2 separate regions of the Anser cygnoides genome follow, and region 1 is linked to region 2. The links are chromatin contacts, called in public Hi-C maps. All regions are on one chromosome and are shown on one strand. Each heading gives the region's core, a stretch centred on a gene start, on an enhancer-like site or on the middle of the called end of the contact. The rest is flanking DNA. Distances are from core to core; before and after follow the strand shown.

Region 1 (5,563 bases), core at 2,935-5,434, 140 kb before region 2:
CTCTTAACTGTTACAGTTACTGCTGACCAAATTGGACCTAAACAATAAATGGGGTCACAATTCTGTGTCTGCCATAGTCAATGGAACATGTTTCCATTGTCACATATCTGAAGACATTTCGACATATCTTGAATGCCTCTTTTCATATCCAGAGATAGAATGTTAACTGTATAAACTAAACCAAAGAGGATTTGTGCCTGTATTTCTTATATCTGAATTTTTATCAAAAACAAATGTAAAGATATTAATTATTTGATCTTTTAAAAATATATTTTTTTCACTACTTCAGTTAAGCAAAAGCTATAAAACTAAATTACTGGTATGGAATAAAACCAGCAAGTGGCAGTATTTGACAAAGGAAGCTTAAAATGTATTTGACACAGGAAACTTGAAAAGAAATGGAGGTTTACACTATATCTATTTGTAAGGTAAACATTTCTCCCAGCACTCAGAAAGAAAGGTCTTTCATTTCCAGCATATATAAGTATATATTTGATAAGTGAATTCCTCAACTAAAGCAATCAGAAACAGAAGTCATTTTTTGCATGGATATTTATATGCAGGGTCAACAGAAATGATCCTGCACATTTTACAAATATTCTTTTACCCATTATACTATTTTTTTTCCCAATGAATTTTAGGAGGGAAAATAAGATGTAGATAAACCAGATTTTTTTTTTTTTTTTAACTGGGAGGGAAGGGGGACCACATCGTGGTGTCTGTGTTTGTAGCAACAAAACCATGCAAGGACCAGAAGACAGAGATTTAAATTAAATTCACAGAAGGATAAGATTTTATCCAATCTTTACATGCTACGGTTTTATGAATATGATAAATGATCATATAGAAGAAGCCTTTGGGCCTGATTTTCTTCTTGCTGAAGTCACTGAACTGTTTCTCATTGATTTCAGCTATAGTAGCCCTGAACACTTTGTGTCTCAAGTTTGCTCAAGACAAACTTCTTACTCTAGTTATTTTATTGAAAAAAAAAGTTTGTGAGGAAAAAAAAAGAAAAAAAAAAAAGAAAGAAAAAAGAAATAAAAAAGAAATAGACAAGATTATGAAGTTGTGAAAGCAAACATTAAAAAAGCTTAAGAAACACCAGATATTTGTCTTCTCCCTTGTGCAACTGGTATGGTCTTCAGTTACGTAATAAAATACGTTTTTCCACAAGATTCCAACTTTGTTTATTTCAAAAAAAAATCATAATTTGGGGATGAAACATCTCATATTACAGAAAGTTTATGAAGAACAGTTAAGAAATGATGAGAACTTCAAAAAATTAGATTGAGACATAATACTGTAAATAGCTTTTCTATACAGCTTTGAATAAAATGGATTTCCTTTTTAACCCACTCTTTAAACATCTTTTTAAATTCCCCCTTTGCTACTTGAGAAAATCTCTTGAAAGCTTTTTTGGATCTTCTTATTCATCCCCGAGATGACTTCTCAATCTACTCATATTTCTCTCTTCTCTTCCCTGCCAAGCTAGTGTTTTATAGACTGAAAACAAGATAGAGTTCTTGGCCTTGGAAAAAGTAGCCTTTATGTTTGGGTCTTTCATCAGTGCACTGACAGGGAAAGAACTGACTGCTGCCTCGGCATCTCAATGAATGTCAGATTAATCTGCATTATATTTTAATTAGATGCATTAATATGCTACCCAGTGTCTAGTGCTGAGCTAATTGCATGCCACCTGATACACTACCAGATTCCACAGGGCATGAAAAAAGTCTAAAGGAAATGACTTATGAGGAATTCATAACAGATTAGCCAAGAGCCTGGAGGTTACATGCAACTTAAAGTAAATGGCAAGGATGCTATGTAACATGTTAAGGCTAAGTCACCTAATTAGGAGGAAAATATCCATGTCCTTTTAATCTTACACTTGGAATTGCATATGTATAGCATAGATATTTCCAATGCATAAGACAATAGTCCAGCAAGTTCCCAAATACTAAAAACTTTTCAGAACCATTTTAAATTCCTGCAGAAATCGTAATCAGCTTTGACGGTGTACTTTTTTTTTGGACAAGAATCATCATAAAGTACCACAGCACCACAAAGTAAACCCCGATCATATTTTTGTAAATGTTACAAATATTCCGATTTAGTGATATCTCTATATTATTGTGTTTAATTATTTAACCTCAGTTGTTCTGCTGCTTTTAGTATGGGCATTGCAGGACAACAGATTTATGACAGCCAAGATGTGAGTGGCATTTCCGGCAACCGTGCCAATACTTGCACGTTGTAGGTCAAAAGTGTCTGAGCTTTTCCTGGACCAGGAAACAAACTTAATTTTCAGGTTATGCACATAGCCCAGCACTGATTACAAATGCAGAGGCAGCAATATACACAGCAGCTGCTTGCTGAGTTGACACTGAAGTGATGCACCTTTTAACCTGCTGCTTCAGTACACATCACAAGCCTCGCTTCTACTTCAGTCTGGTATCCTCCACTGTAAGACACAGCTGACATTTATATGAGTTTTTGAGCACTTCAGTGTGTTGAAATAACAGATTAAGCCCAGCTCTGCATCAGCATTTAGAAATGTGCCTAATTCAGAAGCGTATCTGAGTGATAAGAGTCTTCTGGGAGCCTCTGGCTCTCCAAGAATCAGTACTGCTGATTGCACACCAATGAGCATCCCCTGTCTTCCTCCAGGCAGATCCTGCGGGTGGCCAGTTAGCTAGCCTCCTGCTCGTGGAGGGTCGAAGGCTGTTTTAAAGGGCTCAGGGCTCTTTAGAATGAGACAGACCCATCTGTGCTTCCACCAGCTAACTCCTGTCTTAGAGATAGGGAGTCACATCTCACTTTAGAGAAGAGAAACGTGATGTCTCAGGAGAAACTTAGTCAAATTGCATTTCTGCAGAAAGCAAGCTCCAGAAAATGACTTATCTCAGCATATTTGAGACTGAGCCCATCAGTGACTTCCAGCACTTGTAGCACACTTCCAGGCTCTGATTTCTCACATGAGGTGTTTGATTTGGTGGTGGTGGTGGTGGGGTGGAAGTAGATTCATTACCTGACTCACATGCTAAAACCAATTTCTCACAGTGAGATTCAGAGCAAGAAAAATCACAGCAATGTTTTTAAGTAAGAATGGTCTCTATGTGGTTCCCTGAAGAAAAAGGATCAGAGGCAACCCTGCAGAAGTGTCCCGAGTTATTTCTGGGGTGCAACTGGAGGTGCTGACACCCATAATTCATAAAAGAATGCTTTTGTTACGTTCAGTAGGTTAGTTGTGACCACAGTCGTTATAGAAATGACTTGCCAATGTCTTCACCCAGGATACTCAAAGAGTGGAGAATGTTGAAGAAAAGATCTCTGCCTACGTTGGACCTGACTCCACAGAAGAATGACAATGTTTTTAGGGCAATGAAAGAAATCTCAAAGGGAATCTAGTTTTGTATTCTTGTGCAGGATTTGGTTTGAAGAAGTGCTGAGGCTGTGGGAGCTGAGGATGCAAACACTATTCCCATAAGTACAGATATGTTCTGGTGGGCTTACACCTCCAAGCCAGTGCACATGTCTACCCAAACACATTAGCAGTGTGTAATTTTCGTGAAATCCGTCAGGTTTGCCTAGGCCAGCAGTAAGTGCACTAAGAGGAGGCAGTCCAGGGGTTGTGTCCATGCCTCCAGAGCAGAATAGCAGCAGGACTTAGTTGTGTGGAACTTGCTTCTTCCCATAAGGGTAATGTGAGGTCACTGTTATTGTCTGTGCCAGGTGGTATCGGGAGCAAAAGGGACAAATGAGGCTCAGCCGTGAGCACAGTTCATGCGGGGTATCTGGGCATCACCACCGACTTTCTTTTTCCTGTCCTTCCCCTTGTCTTTTTTTGTCTCCTCTCCTCTTTCCCCTTCCCTTTCCATCTCCCTTCTTTTTCCCTTCCTTCCCCTTCCCTCTTCCTTCCTTCTTTTCCCTCCTCCTCCCTCCTTTCCACCCCCCCCCCCCCCCCCCCCCGGGGGCAGCCCAGGCCCGGTGCGCGGCTCCCGCAGCACCCATGGGTGCAGCGGCGGGGGGCTGGACGGGGGGCTCCCCACGGCGGGGCGGCCCAGCCCAGCCCGGCACGGCCCGGCACGGCTCAGCCCAGCCCAGCCCAGCCCGTCCCGTCCCGCCGCCGGCCGGGGCGGTCCCACCGCCGTCCCCTCCTCCATCCTGCGGGGGGGGGGGGGGGGGGACGGGAGCGCCCCTCCGCCGCCGAGCAGAGCGGCAGCCGCGGCCGGGCGCGACGCGGACCTGCCGGAGCCCCTCTCCTCTTCCTCCTCCTCCTCCTGCCCCGCAGCCGTGCAGCATGGCCCGGCGCGAAGCCCCCCCCGGGCTCTGTCTCCTGCTCCTGCTGCTGCTCCGCGGCGGGGGGCTCGCCACCCCCCCGCCGGCCGCCGCGCAGCCCCCGCCGCAGCGGGGGAGCGTCTGGTGCCCCAGCCGCTGCCTCTGCTTCCGCACCACCGTGCGCTGCATGCATCTGATGCTGGAGAGCGTCCCCGCCGTCTCGCCCCAAACCACCATCCTGTGAGTAGCCGGGCGGGCAGGGAGCGGGGAGGAGGAGGAGGGAGGAGGAGGAAGGAGGAGGAGGGGATACCTGGGGTGGGAGGCACTTTGGGGGGCGGTGGAGCCTCGGCTCTTTGTCTGCGGTCGGGGGAGGGGGCTCGGCCCCGCCGCCCCCCATTCCCGGTTCCAGCCCTAGCCCCGGGGCTCCCCGCCCGGCGTTGTGCGGGTAGAGGTGGGTATCCTGGTTAGCCTGCGGGCACTGCGGGCTTCGCCGTCCCTGGAAGGAGTTTGCCTTGCCCTCAGAGCCCGTTCGGCTGGCAGAGGGATGGGGAGGCGGACACAGCGCTTGCTGCTCGGTGCCGAAGCGTGGTGGCGGTGGGTCAGCAAGCCGGGACCTCCACGGGACCTCCACGGGACCCCCAGTCTTCTCGGCTTGCGGAAGACTCACTCGGTTCGAGTTCCCGCAAAAGCCTGAGGACATGCGACCTTACGGCCCGCAGTCCTATTTTTTAAAGCAGGCACGACCAGAGTGGCAGTCGAAGCGCCTGGCCGAGCCCCTGCAAGGTCAGGGCTCAACTCTTTTGAGCAGGATTGTGCTGGTAATAAAACTCAGTGGATGATCAACCTCAATCACATGGATTTCACTCAAACGATTGCCTTTCCATCCATTTTGTCCTTACAATAAACGCAAAGACCTAACCGAACACCCCACGCTGTGTTGTCTCGAGGCTTGCCGTGAGGACGAGATTTGTTCCACTGACCCGCTTCTGCGTTCCTCGGGCTCAGAAGACTCCTGGCACCAGCCCTCTCCTTCCCCTGCACACAGGCAGCCCTGGACGCCGAGCGGAGCTTGGCCCTGGGAATTTTCTTGCAGGGCCTCCTGTAATAAATTGACTTGCAACTTTGTCAGATATTTTCAAAAGAGATCCATAAAGCCTCGGTGTGTTTCAGCTTCCAAGTATTATTTAATGTGAAGACTACAGTCATTTAGCATTAACTGAGTCCCTCTTTGGCAAGAAGTTCAGCCTTTTTGGCAGAATCCGATTAGTCCTGCAGTACTTGTAAA
Region 2 (5,608 bases), core at 1,392-3,891:
GTCACATTACTTGAATATATGGATTTTATTTATTTCCATGTTTCATACACAGCAATGTTTCAATGTCATCCCAGCACTTGAATGGTATGTTCCAAGATTTTTATCTAATTTTTTATCTCGAAGGCAGTTGAAATTGCCTCTCCAGATGTTGCTAAATAACCAAGGCATGCTGTAATCAGGCAGCATAATTCCCTGGAAAGGGAAATTATTTCCTGTACCTTATTTACATATCTCTAATTTCTTATAAAGCTTACAAAAGAGACTTATGACAATGGTTGCTGATGCTGTTTTCCCACTTAAGAACAAACAGTTCAAACTCTCTGCTGGCATTAACCCCATTCACTCCCATCAACCAGCCTCCTGGGAATCCTTCAAGAACAGTTCTGGGTCTGGGTGGGTTTGTCACTTTGTAGTGTAAGGATTTAGCTATCCCACAGGAAGAGCATAAGAAACTGCGTGGAAAATTGATGTAACCTTTGCTTCTGTGAGCTTGAGAGAGCTAGGAGAAATAAATGCATCTCTTATAAGAGAACTGGTTGTGTTCTTGCTCTCTTAAATGCTAGCAGGATACACATGCCTTTAATTGGATAATATAACCCTTGCACATTCCACAGTACCATTTTAAGGGCAGCTTCCATTATATAGTCTAAAGCTGTAACTTGTAGCAATAAAAAGCAATTTAACACTTTAAACTAGTGGTCTCAAAACATTTGCAGACTTAGACACTTTCAAGTAGTGCAGCTCAAAATTAAATTCATTTTCAAATAAATAAAATTTAAAAGAGACATTTAGTTTCTCCAGTCTTGCTCCACCCTATGTACAGTTTTTGTCCCCCATCACAAAACTGTACAAAATTGAGTAGAATGTAAGCCAGACCCTAAAATAAAAGCACATGAAAGTCACTATCTAGCTGACATATGAACTTAGCTTGAAACCCATCATTTGTAGCTGGATACTAACAGGCACAATGTAGTTTTGAGCACAGCAGGAGCAGTCACGTTAGAAAAAAATCATTTTATAGTTGTGATGTACACACCTAGCTTAAAGTTTTTTTACATTGTTCTATGTGTGAACATGTAATCTCCATTCTTGAACTCTACAATGACACAGATGGAATGAGAGGAAAGCAAAGGTAAAAGAATATTCTGAAAAAAAAAATATCTCTTTTTTATTTCTCAAGGGGACACTGGGCAGTTTCTGTAGCCTAACACTGGAGTATGAAATGTGAGAAGTTCCTCTCCTCCTTCTCCCTATGCATCATTAAAGGCCAAACCTAGTTAGACCTTTCTTAAGATTCATTCCCTTGAGCCCCTTACAAGTTGGTTCTGTGATATCCTATTTCAAGAATTTCCCATTTGTTCAAATGAGGCCTCATTAAATGCTAGATGAAGTCCTCCAATAACTTCATAACTCAGTAGACGTGTCCTGGGACTTTGTTTGCCCTGTTTTGTTGCTGCAAAATAACATGCAGATGGTTTATTATGCACAATCACTCCCAGTTCCCTTCTCTGACCTATGTCCTATGACATTAACATTAGACATTATAAACCTCAAGTGCATTAACATTTGAGAGCTTTCATCTTAGCAGTCATATAGTCTCAGTGAAAGACATCCATTAAAAGCAGCTCACTTTCACAAGTAAACTTTCTCATTAATGTTCCTTAAAGGTCACAGAGATGATGAAGGAAAAATTCTGTAGTAATAATTAATAGTAATGGTTTATATATATAAAGCACTTTTACTCTGAATATTCCAAAGTACATTAAAACATGATGAAGAGAAACATTTGTACTTCGGATGGCTTGTTGCAGAAAAACATTAATATCAGTGAAACAATTTTGAATAATTTGCCAGACTACACAGTGTATCATCATTGTAACTATTTTTTTTTTTTTTAAGTTCCCACTAAAACACCATTACGGTTGGTTCTCCTAAGGATGACAAAAGGAGCCCAGGTACCAAGTCAGACCTGAGTTAATATGACACTTCTCAAAATGGGCACTCAGAAATGTCGCAAAACCAGTGATTTTTTGACAAAGGCATCGTGCAAGCTATTATGAAACAATTTCCTTTCTGTTGCAAGTGTTTTCAGAGTGTCTGTCACTGGAAATGTTCAATTTTTTCCTTGAAGAATAAATGAGTCTTCTCATTCACCTCTTAACCTTGACAGGTGACAAGCAGCATTTCTCAATGAAAAGCTGATTTACACAATTTGCTGTGCTCTTACAAGGAAACTGGATCTTTATAAAGACACACACAAGAGACAGAGCATGCACTTTTCATTTCTTTGCAAGGGCCAGTAGCATAAATGGCACAGCAGTGAAGCAATAACCTTTGACAACTGACATCCAGCATCATGGTATGCAGGCAGCCAGATAGTGTGAAAACAGCTTAAGAACTAAAGTATACACAAACTAATCACTGTATGTCTACCTGGGAAAGTGATTATCCTGGAAATTCCTTTCTTGCTGAACAGCTCCATTCTTTAGTCCTACTCCACAACTGGAAATTTGCTGTTGACTTCTGTAGATTTTGAATAGAGTGTAATTCCTATTTAGGCCTATGCAAATGGCGGTACCCAATTCTCAGTGCGTGTTGCTCCTTTTAGCACTGCAAAGCCAACAAAGAGGTCTGCGAGAGGGAGTGAGATAGGAGGCAGGCTTGTGCTTCATCAGCAGATCTGTCTCCTCCATTCTGATTGCAGTTTCCTTACGGCTGCTGATGATTACGAGCCAGGAAAAATCACAGCTGTTGTTCCAAAAGCACTTGAAAACAGAATAAATCCAATCCCGTATCACTGGCAAAGCAATTAACATGAAATGATCTGATGCTGATTTTTCAGGCTTACTTTTTAGAGGCTATCAAACAGAAAGCTCAAGAATAAGGATCTAAATTATAGACACCCCATTTACATCCTCTGGCTCAGGAGCAGAAAGAAAAGACTCCAGCTGTCCTTATATTTGTTTTAATTTGTCCAGGACACACAATTTAGAAATGTTAATTAGGATCCAGAACACCCTCTGACTGAGTATAGAAACAGATTGATTGGATTTGATGTATACAGACTCCATTTACAAGAGACACAAAATGTGCAAATTCCTTTTTATCGTGAATTTATCACATATAAAATTATTCTAAATATATCATATCATTCTCCAGTGTAAAATTAGATTTTACAGACATAGAAATGAATGGCAGAGGAATATTTGTGTAAAAAAAATATATGTAGAAAACATTGTTTTGAAAGATGTTACCTTGAAAGACAACAAAAAAGATCAGGAAGCGAATGCTATTGCAATGCTGCCACTTACTGCTTTAACAGGAAAGAGGTTACTTTCTGCTTTGAAGTGCTCAGAGTAGAAACATCAGGCTGTATTACAGTTTGGAGACCTGTAATGCCAGATTTTTTATTTTTTTTTTGGTCTCTCATACGTACTGAGCCTACAGTCTTCACAGCAGGGACTACTGCTGTGAGGTTTTGTGTAACATGAGTGTGACTCCTAAATACCATCGTAATCCTGATGTTTTAATTCTAATGATAAAGCAGTTAAAGATTATGAAAAAGCAGGGAGTCAAAGTCACAGAATTACACTTGTCTATGCAGCCTTAATTCCTTTATGGTGTTTTAGAAGTGCTGGTAGAACTAGACATAAAAAAGAGTATATAGAGGAGTATGTAGGAGAGTTAAATGATACTTCTGAGGGAGGGTGACATGTCCCGTAGAATGACAGCGAGCTCCAAATATCAGAGATTTTCTGCTTCTTTAAGGTCTTGAGATAATCATAGAGCTGTTCTGCAAATAAAATGACGACAACTTGGATAAATTGCAGAACATAAACTACTTAATATCTGTGTCTGCTGGTGCTCGGCAGTCTCCTGGCTTTGTTTGCCCTTTCTGATGTGAAAATTTACTGTTCAAAATGACATTTGAACAGCTGGTGATGTTTGGGAATTTCTGTACAACAAATCAGAAACTGAAAAACAAGAAGACTAAGTCCTACACTGACAAAGCACCTAACTTTCATTGACATTGATTTAATTGACTTTGGTGCCTAAGTGCTTTCGAAATATGTAATTTAAAGAGATCTGACCCTATCTCAGGGGAACGATATTAGAGGAAAATGATTTGAACATTAGTTTATAGAGTTCAAGGCTGTCATCAAAATTGCCCAATGGCTGGATCAAGAATATTTCTTTAAATGTTAGTAGTCACTTTGTATTACCTGTGAATTGAATCCAACTATTTATTTTTGAATGTGACCCATTAAATTCTAATATTAAAAAAAAAAAAAAGTTTACTTAAGTAAATATAACTATCACATAAACTACTGAGAACAGTCTTTATTAACAGTGAAAGACTTAAAGAAGTAAAAAGACCTAATGATGTAATAGACCTTGGGGTCTATTTTGCCATTAGCATATGTGTGGAATCTTAATTGGCATTTATGGTAGCTGTGCCGGCACAGAAAAACAGAAAAGACCCTTTCATATTAACTATATTGGTAACAAAATCTTTAAAGCTCTTTCACAGTGAGTATTTCAGCTTAAAAAAAAAAAAAAAAAAAAAAAAAAAGTTCTCATACAAGCAACCTATTAAATAGGCTAAAATAACAAAACATATTTGACTTCTGGCAGATATATGAAAAATCTACATTTGTACTTGATTTATTCTGGAGCCTAAGACCTAAATGCATGTGTTTTCAGTTCACATTTATTTTATGACTAGTTCTTTCTATTTATTGCCTTCAAATCATAATCAGGTGAGGAACATCTTATCTGATAGAACAGTTTCCTGCATTGTGTATTTAGTGTAAACAACACATTTTTTTTTTCTGAACATGTGGGTTTGATGATATTTTTGAAGGATTTCTCCAGTTTCCCTCCAGCCTCTCCTTGCTGTGGCTCCAAAGAAATAAGGAGAGCAATAAAATGAGAAAGATGGAGAACCTTTAGATTGCTCTGCTTGATACCTGTTACTACTTGTCTCGCTTGCTAGTCAGAGTTTTGGTTGTTTTGACTGGATCCAGTTGCCAGGCTACATGCCCTTTTCAGCTCCATTAGTCTCTGGATGATGACTGATTGCTATTATGAGCTTCAAGCACACACAGCTATTAATCCCACAGCCATGGTAGTGGGTCTCCTACAGTCAGTGTGACTTCCCAGGCCTCTGGCATGGCACTTGGGCTTGTTCTCAATCAGGTATGATCTGTGTCTCAGAGCTTGGGATTCTAATCACACTCAGGATTGAACAGCATGGCATTCGCAATGTTTGGGGAGAAAAAATGTGATCTGGTCATCTGGACCCCAAAACACAATGACTTTAGCATAAGAAACAGCTAGAAGCTGTGGCTGTCTATGTTAGCAACTCATTATGAATGGCTTTCTAGGGAGGGGGTTTGGTGCTAGCACTAGACATCCATGCTTTACACATTTTGGGCAGATTTTAAACTACCACTAGTCTTGTCTCTGTATTTCATTTATGTGGCTAGGGCTTGGTAGCAGAGGGGCTGCAGGGGTGGCCTCTGTGAGCAGAGCCCACCAGCTACCCCATGTCACCATGTCAGATCAGAGCCAGCTCCAGCCAGCTCTAAAAAGGACCCTTGTTGCT

Evidence for each region. A called contact is a pair of places that touch in the nucleus more often than the background predicts.
Region 1: a Hi-C map of granulosa cells shows a contact between it and region 2, with 2.3 times the contacts expected there. The contact joins the promoter of PXDN here to the enhancer-like site in region 2. A contact is called at or near these places in 2 of 7 Hi-C or Micro-C datasets (granulosa cells and liver).

What each region holds. Positions count from the first base shown.
Region 1 is chr3:103,086,934-103,092,496 of Taihu_goose_T2T_genome, reverse strand. It overlaps PXDN (peroxidasin), which reads left to right and starts at 4,184. Exons shown (of 24, transcript XR_010830587.1): 1 at 4,184-4,518.
Region 2 is chr3:102,947,859-102,953,466 of Taihu_goose_T2T_genome, reverse strand. No RefSeq gene overlaps it. Among named protein-coding and RNA genes, the nearest start is that of TRNAE-CUC, 92 kb to the left of the region's middle. Within about 2 kb of position 2,641, at least 1 of the 3 cell types and tissues checked has open chromatin away from gene starts, as enhancers often do.